2 separate regions of the Zea mays genome follow, and region 1 is linked to region 2. A link is a contact called in public Hi-C data. All regions are on one chromosome and are shown on one strand. The core of a region is the stretch at or near the end of the contact, and the rest is flanking DNA. Distances in the headings are between cores, read along the strand shown. Region 1 holds the start of LOC100278128. Region 2 holds the start of LOC100277371.

Region 1 (5,487 bases), core at 950-3,449, 330 kb after region 2:
ATTGAAAAATGAAACATTTAAAGAGGTTGTTTTCATAATACTTGACAAAAGTAGGAAGTGAAGAACACAGTAGTAACAACAATGAAGCCTTTTAGCCCAAAGCAAAAGCAAGTTGGGATAGGCCAGATCAAACCCAACATGAGTCAGCAGTGAGAAGTGAGGACTCCGAGGAAACAAGTATACAAAAAAATATTTAGCAATACCTACCTCATAGTACTGCTCTTCTTTCAGAGGTTCCAGGACAAGCTCATTTAGAACTCTTCTAGTTTCAGTCAATGCTGCTTGAATATAACCAGGATTCCTTGCACTGATATCTACGCGAACCTATCATTTACAAGAAATATGGAGTAAATTACCTGTATTCATTTCCCTTCACCATACTAACAAAATCAAGGAATAAATACTTACTGGGGAAAAGAAGTAACCAATTGAGGAGACCTCAATCAGATGAGTTCCAGCTGGCACGTTGTGGCTAAAGTATATCAGGTCAAGGAGCCAACAATAAAGCAAATATAGTGATCTCCTAACACTGATCTATAATTGTATACAATGAAAGATATACCCAAGAGCGGGCAAGAATTAATGGTATGCGCATGATGAGAGCTACAGTTTCTTTGCTTAGTACATACCCATCCCTCGGCATCAATTTTACCAACAACAAACAGATAAATGTATGATAGTACGAGCTATATCATTTTAATAGATGAAGTTTCCAGGAAAAATCAGAATAAAATTGAACTTATGGCAATGCATCTTTTGTAGGATACAATGCAAAGTAGCCGTCTGGCCTGGCAAATGTAACCCTCTGGCCGCCATTAAGTATCACTTTTGTGTTTGATGTCTTTGTTGCAAGACCAAAGCCCTTCACGCTCGTGCCTATATCCATAACACAAAGATCACATCAGACAGACAGCATGGGTTAGTAGCTTTTAGGTTCCAAGCATGCTTCAAGGTGCAATAAACATCTAAATGAACAAATCCTACACTGAAAAATCCCATAACTAGTATCCATAAGCTAAAAGTACTCTCAGGGAAGAAGACACATACACACATTCATTCATTGTTTAATTTGTATCAATTTTGGCTTACTTCCGACAAACCTTATCAGAAGCATTGGTCAAAACATCATAGTAAGATAGCAATGCATCCACACATCAAGAAAACTAGTTTAGTAGTGGAGAGAGAGAGAGAGAGATGCCGAACAAAAAACATATCAGAGCCCCTCCAATTGCAGGCACCTTATCAAAAATCACGCTGACATGTCATCATTCTATCATAGAAGCAAGATCTTATTGCAAATCCATTAGGTTTCTACAATGATATTAGCATAAATCAACATGTCAGCTTCAGAATTTGTACATCTGTATACTTCCCTTTTTGAACAGAACTTAGCTGATAATTCATTTCAGTTGCAGTAAGCACCAGACAACAGGAACAGAACACAGGCATACACACGCTTGCACAATTCAGGGCCGTACTTTAAGTTTGCAAGCTATAAATTTAGCTAAAACTTCACAAAATCATTTACCACGGAAGATCCCAAAACCAACGAGCAACAGGGCATCGTCAATTTGCATCAGTTCAACAGTCAGTGGATGGTCGCATACTACTAATTTCCTACCAATCGAAATTGCTTCAGTTCGCAGCTTTAGACACATGAATTGTTTGACATCTACACAAAATACAGGCACATCCAGCAATAGAAGAAGAAAAAAAAGATCGACCCCAGCACAATATAAGGCGCAACTAATTTATAACTTAATTACACTTACACAATCCCTAAACGCCGCAAACCTAGCACCTGCAAGAACCTAAATACGAATACGGCCGAATTCAGTGGGAGCCGAATCACTTACCATCGATCTTGACGCGGCCAGCGATCGTGTAGCCCTCTCCAGATCTAGAGCCACCAAGCACATGAGCCAAATCGGGAGAGCCGTCAGCAAAGCATCCGGCCGATCAGATCACGGAACGAGGGGAGGTTTAGGACAGGTACACCTACCCGGCTTGATGCGCTGCCGCGGAGCCGAGGCAGGCCGACGCGACGGCCACGAGGAGAAACAGGAGAAGTTGCCCGTGGCAGGAAGAAGCGGCCATCGTCGCCATGGTCGTCGTTGCTCGTCGGCTCGTCGCGGCCTTTTTTTTTTCTTTTGTGATAGCTGAATGAATAGCTGATGGATGGCTGCGCTTCTGTTCGATCTGTTTCTCAGAGTGGGCTTCGGTCAAGGAGACGGCGGGCTCATTATATTTGGGCCCAAACTCAATGTGTACTATTTGGGTCTGTTGGGCTAGGCTAGTGATCCGGCCCGGCAAACCGTGGGATCTGTGTAGCTTTTCATTTTTTTTATGTTTAAAATGTTCGAAAATTTTATAAATGATAAAAGAAACAGAAATAGGTGTCTATCGCCTTTGGTGGGGTGGCAGGTATACCCATGACCATTTTGCAGGTTTTATGACCCCCAGCCAGACTACTCAGCGTTCAGAGAAGGCAGGTACAGTCGTTCACAGTTTTACAACAGAAAAACATGACTCATGCTGTCTTACCACCAGTGGAATAGAAATGACGATGGCAATCCTGTTCCAGCAGACCACCGTAATGTTTCATAACCAATATACTTTCGTTTTTTTTTTGGTCTAGGTATTGTTTTCAAATGTCCAATTCCATCTCATTGCCGAGCTATTTATGAGCTAATGTGGACGCATGCTGGTGATATGAATTCTCCCACTGAGAAACGGACAAGTGTGCATGCAGTAGGTCGGCTAGACCAGTCTCTAGTCTAAACCGAGACCCGGCCGGCCCAATCCCATGGAGCCAGGCTATCCCGGAATCGGTAGCGTGATGATCGCATTCGCATGAATGAATCCTACTACAGGTATTTGACGTGCACGTACTATTTATCATTCCGTTGAATACAATGTCCTGCTCCGACAACCTTTTTAGAATTTAGATTGCTATAAAATCTTTCGCGCGTCAGCTACTAAAATATCCAAACAAAAGCCTGAAAAGTTGTTCTTGGCCGTACCGTCTCGTTGAATCGTCCACAGCACGGTCACAATCTACTCATTCTTGCTTTACTTTATGATCTAGATATTTCAGTGGATGATCGGATAATGGCAACTAGAATACTCACTTCTTTGAAGTTATACGACGTTTTAGAGCTCGAAACATTCACCAATAGCTTCCGACCTTTTTTTTGTATTTGGAAAAGTAATACTGATAAATAACATAGAGGGCAAATTAACCCCCCACACGTGACACTTGACACAAGTTGATCTTATTTAATTCCTTCTTGTACCACAAGTAAGTAGGTCGTCCAAATTAAAATATTTATCCTAGTACTTTGGTCCTTTTAAAAATACACGTAGAAGCATGAAGCCTTCCCCGAGAATCCAAGTGCCACGGCCCACAGGCCACAGGCATAGTCGTAGACCAGATTATACGCCCAATCAGAGCCGTGCTAGATCACCATGCGTCCACACCAAACCGTGGTTTGGCAATAAACAACCCCTGGTAATATTCGCTGAGGATAATTAATTGATTTAACAGCCTACAGGTGCCAGAGATCTAGGGTTGGGCATTCGGTTTTTTTTTTAAATTTCGGTTCGGTTTTTCGGTTTTAAAAAACTTTGGTTTTCTAGACATTAGAAACCAGTCAGTTTTCTAGAAAATAAAAAACCAAGAAGTTTGGTTTCGGTTTTTTACTTCGGTTTTTCGGTAAAAACCGAATACCAAACTTATACTAAGACAACATATACAACAAGTTTACATGATAGATTACACATAATTTTAAAAAGTAAAAATTATACAGGTACAAATATTTAGAGATACATCATACATCACATATAAATAAGTGAACAACAATTTAATTGCTTCACACATTTAGTTCACATAATCGAAAGTCAAATTTTAGAATTGATAAAGTTTGGTATTTGGTTTTTTATTACGGTTCGGTATACGGTGAAAACCGATTACGATACCGAAAACCGAACTTCTGAGATACAAAAACCGAAACCGAACCGAATTACCGAAAAACCGAAATTTCGGTTCGGTTCGGTTTATGGTAAAAAAGTGCCCACCCCTATAGAGATCCGCCAAGGAGCTAGCTATCGGCCCCGACAAGAGCTTCCATTGCCGTGACTCGGGTCCAACGGTGAAAACGAAATGAACCGCGCTCGGTTTGCTTTTCTATCCAGCTTAAAAAATTGGCTTCATTCGGCAACAGGTTTGCTATCGGTTCGTCGAGCCAATGAGTTTGGTCACAAGTATAAACTCACCCTCTAAATTATAATATAAAATCTTAAAATTAATTTAAGCAACATACTTTAAATTAGTAAAATAAATATGTTACTAATTTTCTATAATATAGAAAATATATTAGTTTCGTAAATAACATAAACTAATCGCCTACTAAGTACTAACTCTATATGTTAATTAGATTTTTCTAACAAAATATTGTTTAGTCGAGTCACGAGCCAACTCATGAAAGGCACCAAGCTCGCTCGCTCTTTTCTCGAGCCATAAAAACAAGTTCGACCTAGAATTGTTCTAGACTTCGAGCCGCTGCGAGCACCAGGCGGCTCATCGAGCTTAGCTCTTTTTTTTCCAGTCCTACTCGGATCTGATGACACAAATCACATGAATGGAATGGAAGGGGAAATAACCGGGGTGACCTCGCCGGCAGAGCATCGCGTCATCAGCGAGGTGGACGGACAGCGCCGCCGCTTGGCGCACGGTAAGGCCGCCGTCGCCGCGGGGCAGCTGGATGGAGACCCGCCGCCGCCAGCCTGTGATGTGAGCATTCGAGAAGGCCAAGTGGGCGCAATATCTATATCTATATTTATCTGACGGACGACATGGGCACGGCGACCGATATGGTACGTGGATTTTAGTATCTTTTTTGACAGTTGGAAAACATGTTTCGTAGTATGTAGATTGACGCTGAAAAAAAAGGCAATCTGTCAAGTAAAACGGAGGTTGAAAAAATGGACTTCATCTAGAATAGCACGTACTACCTCTTCAACCAAACGAAAGAACACCGTGGCCTTGTCAAACAGCCTTGACAACTGAACGCATGACGCGCATACGAAACAGTCACGTTGCATGTATTGCATCAGTTGCTCGTGATTGACCGATCGGTATTCGGTATGAGAGGGAAACCTGGGAAGCGGTTATACATCAGTGGGCGGTGCAGGACTGCAGAACGAGAACGAGCAGTCAATCAGAACCGCCTTTCCTGTCTCCTGTCCGTGGCATGGCATCACGGTCAAATCCAATTGCCTTGGCAGGCGGGGAAGGTAAAAAAAGAAGCCGCGGTCGTCACACCACCTGGCCGCTGGACCCCGGAAACTCTCCGAATCAGCTCAGCAGCACGGTGGAAGCAGCTTGCAGGATCATTCGGTCAGATGACTCGGATTCATCGAATCGAAGTTCCCTCTTCGGAAGATACCCAGGTCACGTTTATTTATGCAGGAGTTAAACCTCCTTCG
Region 2 (6,110 bases), core at 3,073-5,572:
ACGCGACTAGGTATCCAATCACGCGGTAATTGTAGACATGAATCTGTTAACTCCTGCTTGAGTTTCTCTAATTCTTAGTACGAGAAATGACCTTGTTAGGGCCGTCTCAATCATCTGAGCTAGCTGAATCAATTTTTTTACTCGCTGAATAGTGCAAATAGAAAGAGGATCCCGGTGATAGTCACGTAGTTATCCTTATGATGTCCTCTCTCCACCCACGACGTGTAACTGCTGTTGTCCGTTTCCTGCACATTTTTTATCAGCTTAGATCTGGTGCTAGTTTATGCATATTGTTGGAGACGCCTTTCTTTGTGAATGAAGACCGTGTCTTATCAGTCCTTCATTCGTTCTGTCCGCTGGCAGGGTCTGGTAACTGGTTGCGAATGTTTGTGCGTAGCGTAGCCATTCATATGCAGTAGCTAGATGACGCATGCATCTCCCATCTATGCTTGGCGGCTATGGTATCCTGACGACAGATGTGTTTAACCTTTTGGCAGACAAGGCTCCATCAGTCCATTACGCTGAGCGAGGCGATCTCCGTGGAGAACAAGGGGAAGCCACGCCCACTACAGCCTGAGCAGGAAGCTCCGAGCGGCTTCGTGCTCCCTGACCTCAACCTCCCGGCAGACGTCTGATGATGGCTGAGTTTGTCGGCGTGGCTACAGTACGTCTTCAGATCGAACTAGCACGCTAACCTGATGATTAACTGTACATAGAAGAAGCTGGGCCGGGTTCTGGAAGATCACGCTTGCCAGGATACTGAAGACGAACGGAGATTATCTTTTTTTTTGTTTCATATGTTGTTGACATTTAGGGTTTAGAGCTGTCGTCGTCGTAGTCCTCCGGCCTGAATGACGTCGTTTTTCTGTTCAGGGTGGAGGATCGGTTTTAACGTTTATTACCTCACGTACGTTTTCTGGTAAGGTTGTAGATGCTGCCGCAGTCTTCACTAACAGCTATAGAAGATGAGAGAACTCGAGCCATTGGAGGCCCGATCGGAGCCGTCACAGGATCGACACTAGTGGCGCGGAAGTGATTAGGGATCAGGTCCAACTACCTCAATGATGATCGTCGTATCTTCGACTCAGACCACTTCTTTCTTACTCTTTTTTGTTGGAGGAGGGGAATTTAGCTTCTCGCTGGGAGGTGGACCCTAGGGCCGCTTCGAGAAATAGGTTCCTTATCATTATTCTTGGGAATCCATTCTAGAAGTTGGGGAGGTCAGTACAATATCGACATCTAAATCACACAAAAGAGTGTTTAAGCTAGAGTTGAATAACTAGGAATATAAGCAAAAGAGAAAGAATCCTAAAATGTATCTTGGGGGTGGGGTTTCGTTAGGAAGTACGACTCAGTGTAGCAACCCTTTGGCCAGTTGCCTGTGGAAAAAAGAATATTTGGCGCAGATGCACCTTGATATCCGGCATGATGCTTTTTAACTCCATAGACCGGAAGGGGTATCACGACTGACGGCCGTCGACTAGCTGCTCCCTGTGTCGTCGCCCTAGCTGCCTGCCGGCTCTGCGGTCCTCACTCCTCAGCCCACAACCCGACCGTCTGTGTTTCTGCTAGTTTATGCAAACACAGCAACAAACACAGGATATGGCACGCACAACACAAGATTAAGAATTTCACACAAGAAAGAGAAAATCGGGATTAAGGACTCTGATCGGGTAAAATGGGGATTTCGGGTAAGCCTGCAGCGGCCATTTCCGAGGCTTTAGTTACTTTTGGTTAGTTTTTTAGGGCTACTCGAGCTCAGTTACCATATTTTCTGCAGATTTGATTTTAACTCCTTTCCATTCTGATGGGACGCTCTCTTGGTCCTCCTTTGCGCCTATAAGGCTTACGGGGCTATGCGTTTTGCATTCATTCTCACGTTAGGTAAACCAGTCGTTTTGGCCCATGTCTTTCGTGGGGAGGAATAATAAGTAGTAAGTGGGCTTACCAGGACCGGACAGAGAAGATTTGGGCTTTTCTTGTCTTGGTCCAGGAAGGTCCCCTACTACCTGCTACGGTCTTTGGGCGGAGAGGCTTCGGCTACTACGACCATGCCATGCACTTGTTGTCTCTGCAAAGTGCAAACAAACGACATTTTCTGGCCCGCTGGGCATGGTGCGTAGTGTAGAACATCCGTCGGCGTTTGGCCCCGTGTTGATTTCCCTGCAATCAGCCTGAACATGGAAATCAAGTCCCAAATGTCTTGGAAACAGTAGGAATAGTACCTTGGCACGTTCCGATTTCACTGCTCCCAAGATTATGATGATGTTACTGGGATTCAATCCAATAAAAATCCCCGTGAAAGACATGTAAAGTTGCTATCGCAAAAGGTACAGGAAGACCGTGCCAAGCTGTAACGGAGATAAGTCATATATACAGTTGTTGTCTGTACGTGGTGCCGACTAGGTGACGCGACGACACGCCACCTCGAGTAGTCGAGTGGCATGGGCCTTGACTATGATTAGCCAGCCAGTCTACAGACTGCAACCGTCCACCCGTCTGTCTGTCCAGCCAGCTTCACTGAGTACTACCATCACGAGTAAATCCAATGACAGAGAGAGCTCGACACCGAGCACGAGCAGTCCACGACGGGGCTTCACAGCAACTCGTTGAAACCTTCAACGTGCCCGTTGCATCCTGCCAGTGCCAGTGCCAGTCACTTCGCACGGCTGCGCCACACAATCACATCACGCGCGCTTGACGCCAACGAGTACTACTCTACTCTAGCCAAGTGGGCTCATGAGTCAGCAACGCGATAGCGTCTGGTTCCGCATATTTTTTTCCCATGCTACAAAAATTATCCCTTTCCTTCGTCGACCACACGCGCGTCCATATGTGACAGCAGTTTTCTTTCCCCTACTCCCTCGGTGTCACAGAGAAGAATGCAATTACGGGACCGTGCCAGCGACGATACTTTACATTTCTAAACAAATTTACTATAAAACTAATTTTTATTTTTATTTATACCATAGATTATGCAATTTTACTAAAACAAAAAAAAACTAAAATCGAATGACTATTCAAGAGACGAGAGAAATGTATTTCTCGGGATGTTGTTTCATTCTATAGATTACTATTTTCCAGGGGGGAGATTGTTTTTGCTTCTTCTCAGACAAAAGAGAGGGCAAAAGATAGAGAGACAGAACAAGAGGAGATTTCTTTCTGGAATCAAAGCCCCAATTTCTAGGGTTCATCACTCCCGCTTCGTACTGAACACATCGGAACATTCCTACATGTTACAAGAGTACACTGTATCTATAACACGATAATAATTCACTAAAAGTAAGTAGCTGTATGTCGCTCGCTCAGTAGATCGTACAATTGCAAGAGAGGAGGGCCAAACAAACAAACAAACCAAAAAGAGAGAGACATCGCGGAGCACGATCTTAACTCTAAGCGATGGGCGGTCAGGCGGTGGCCGTGGCCCGCTGCGGCCGCTGGGTCCTCACCGCGGCAGCGGCGGCCGGCGAGGGCGGGAGGCGCGCGTTGAAGTTCCTGTACCGGAAGGCCGCGGCGGGGTCCGCGTAGGCGTCGTCGTCCTCGCCCTCGTCGAAGTTGAGCGCGTAGCTCAGCGGGTCGTAGCGGAACTCGCCCGCGGCCGTCGCCGCCCCCCGCCGCCGCCGCCACCGAGCCCTCTCCACGCCGAAGCAGCAGCACACCGTGGTCCGCAGCTTGTCGCGCAGCTTCGACGGGGACGACGGCGTTGAGGCCTCCGCGGCAGCGTCCATCGATCTCGCCAGTTTTCCGGGCCCAACGAGACGGTCCCTGTTCCTCGCTTTGCTTCGCCCTAGATCACTGCGCGCGCGCTGGTCCTGCTTTGATTTGGGAAGTGGAGGAAGAAGTGCTGCTGCGATTTTGTAGGAGAAGGAAGTGCAGATGCGTTGGAGCCTTGGAGTTGGAGTTGGAGGCGAAGGGGAGGTGGCGGTTCGCTTAAAAGGGGACGAGGAGACGGGAGCGGCCCGCGCTGCGCCTGTTGGGGTGGGCTGCCGCGGACGGGACACGGCGTGGCTGCAAGCGACCGCTAGAGTGGTCCCATGCGCGAGGAACAAATGAATGCGTCGTTAGGTGGGCCCATGCGCGATGCAAGCTGCTGACTGTCTCGAGCAGACTATGCCACTATGGTCCTATTTGATTCAGTTTTTTTTACTGGCTTTTACGAGAATCTGTCTGTGATTACGTTGTAAAGAGAATCTGAGTATCGCTGTGATTACGTGCGGAGAAAGATAAATATGTTCATAGGATTTATGATTAGAAAATAATGGATTCCTACTATTGCAACGACTTGACCGATTATGTGTTTATGTTGATTTTGAATAGTTTTTGCCAAATCCATTTTTATAGAAGCTAGCTAAAAAGCTGAGCGTTTTGACAATCCACAACACTTTTTGGTAGTCAGAAACTAAAAAAGCTGAAGCAAACAGGGTCGTACATGGTTGCATTGTACAATATACATAATATTATTTATAGAGTTAAGTTTAAAATATAAATACGATAGGAGAGCTCCCGGAGTCTAAAATAAGCATGAGGTGAGACGAAAGGGCTGACCAGGATTTCAACGGCGAGCGGAGGCCTTGGCTACAAGGTTTATATATGGGGTGTGGTGGCGATGGGAAAATAGGGCGGGACAAAAAAAACCGCTACTCATCACCCAAAGCCATTATATCCGATCACTAATTCAGATAGCAAATCTGAAAACCCGATTTTAGTTTGGTTAATTCGGGTTATAAGTCTCGGTATCCGATTTACCTTTACCCGAATTAACTAAATCCTTGTATTATTATAATGTGGTTGTAAATTTGTGATGCACTAATATATGAACATTGAAATTGAGACTTACAAGTAGTGTGGTTTGTTGAATATTTATTTTAATTTTATCGTCTTTATTATTTACTACAATCGGGTAATTCGGGAAAATTTGAACCCGAACCTGAATTTTAGGGTTCCCGAAATTTCGAGTAGAGATTGTAAATGGGTATATTTCGGATCCCAGATCTCATTATCCAAATTTTCAAATACCCGAATTACACGACCCGAAAAAATCAGGTAACCCGACCCCCCAAACTTAGGGGAAAGGACCGTTATCGGTGCCTAAAAAGGCACAAAAGAGTGCCTTCTGTTTAGCGTTTTTATTATAATTGTTTGTGTTATTTGTTTTACAGACCTAGATGAGTTGCAATGCACATCAGCACCGTAGGCAATAGCTGTCACAGGAGACAGATCGATTAAGCATACATAGGTTTTTGGGTTTAGGGTTTAGACACCGGAGACGGATCGATTAAGCATACAAAGGTTTTCCTATCATGCCACAAGATGCTGGCACCGACGACGACACTTCGATGCAAGTTCGTGAGGAGCGAGAGATCGAGTTCACGATTGAAGGAAGAACAACACGCTTTATTTTTAGGTGGTACTTCTGACCTACGGGTCTGATGGGTATAAACCTAAATCCAGTCAAAATCATTTGCGTTTGGTTTAGTTGTGTGATGTAAAAAAGATGTTGTGACTTGTCTGATGTAAAAAAGCTGTTGTGAGAAAAAAAAACTAAAATTTATTTGGTTTAAATGGTTGTGAGTTGTTCACTGTAAACAAATTATATATTGTTGATACACACTCTATTTAACTAAATCTCTTAATCAATATATCTAATTAAAAAACTGATTCCACATTTGTGTTCCTAATATTTTTTTACAAATAAATAATTGTTTAATTCCATTTGTAATATTTTTTTAAAGTATTTTTATTCCATGTATTATAACACTTAATTATTTTAACCCTATTTTAGTTTCAATTTATTGTAGCTGTTTATTAATTTAATGAACTTCGATAAGTAGCAAAAGCAGAGTCTAAGGTGCTTTCAAATTTGTACTACAGAAAAACTGTTTTTTTAAGTAGTTGTGAAAAAACTAAACCCCAGAAGTAGGTTTCAAAAGCATAACCAAACACACCTGGTTTGGATGGGCCTAACGCAGGTGGGTTGGCTAGATTTGTCGACCCATGCACATATATAAATCACGTGATCTTGAGTAATGTTACTTAGAGCAAGAGCAATTGGGAAAGTATACAGCATAGACAGAGGCATAGAGTGTTTTTGGTTGATTTATGACTTTTCA

Evidence for each region. A called contact is a pair of places that touch in the nucleus more often than the background predicts.
Region 1: a contact with region 2 is called in a Hi-C map of tassel, with 3 times the contacts expected there. The contact joins the promoter of LOC100278128 here to the promoter of LOC100277371 in region 2. A contact is called at or near these places in 3 of 25 Hi-C or Micro-C datasets (bundle sheath, leaf and tassel).

The regions. Positions count from the first base shown.
Region 1 is chr6:106,791,761-106,797,247 of Zm-B73-REFERENCE-NAM-5.0, forward strand. LOC100278128 reads right to left here and starts at 2,200. Exons shown (of 7, transcript NM_001151506.2): 1 at 2,003-2,200; 2 at 1,857-1,900; 3 at 768-876; 4 at 409-472; 5 at 208-324. The coding sequence starts at 2,106.
Region 2 is chr6:106,460,707-106,466,816 of Zm-B73-REFERENCE-NAM-5.0, forward strand. It overlaps LOC100277371, which reads right to left and starts at 4,323. Exons shown (of 1, transcript XM_008650813.4): 1 at 3,138-4,323. The coding sequence starts at 3,728. The coding sequence ends at 3,408. It overlaps LOC100384730, which reads left to right. Exons shown (of 5, transcript NM_001177198.2): 5 at 498-910. The coding sequence ends at 635.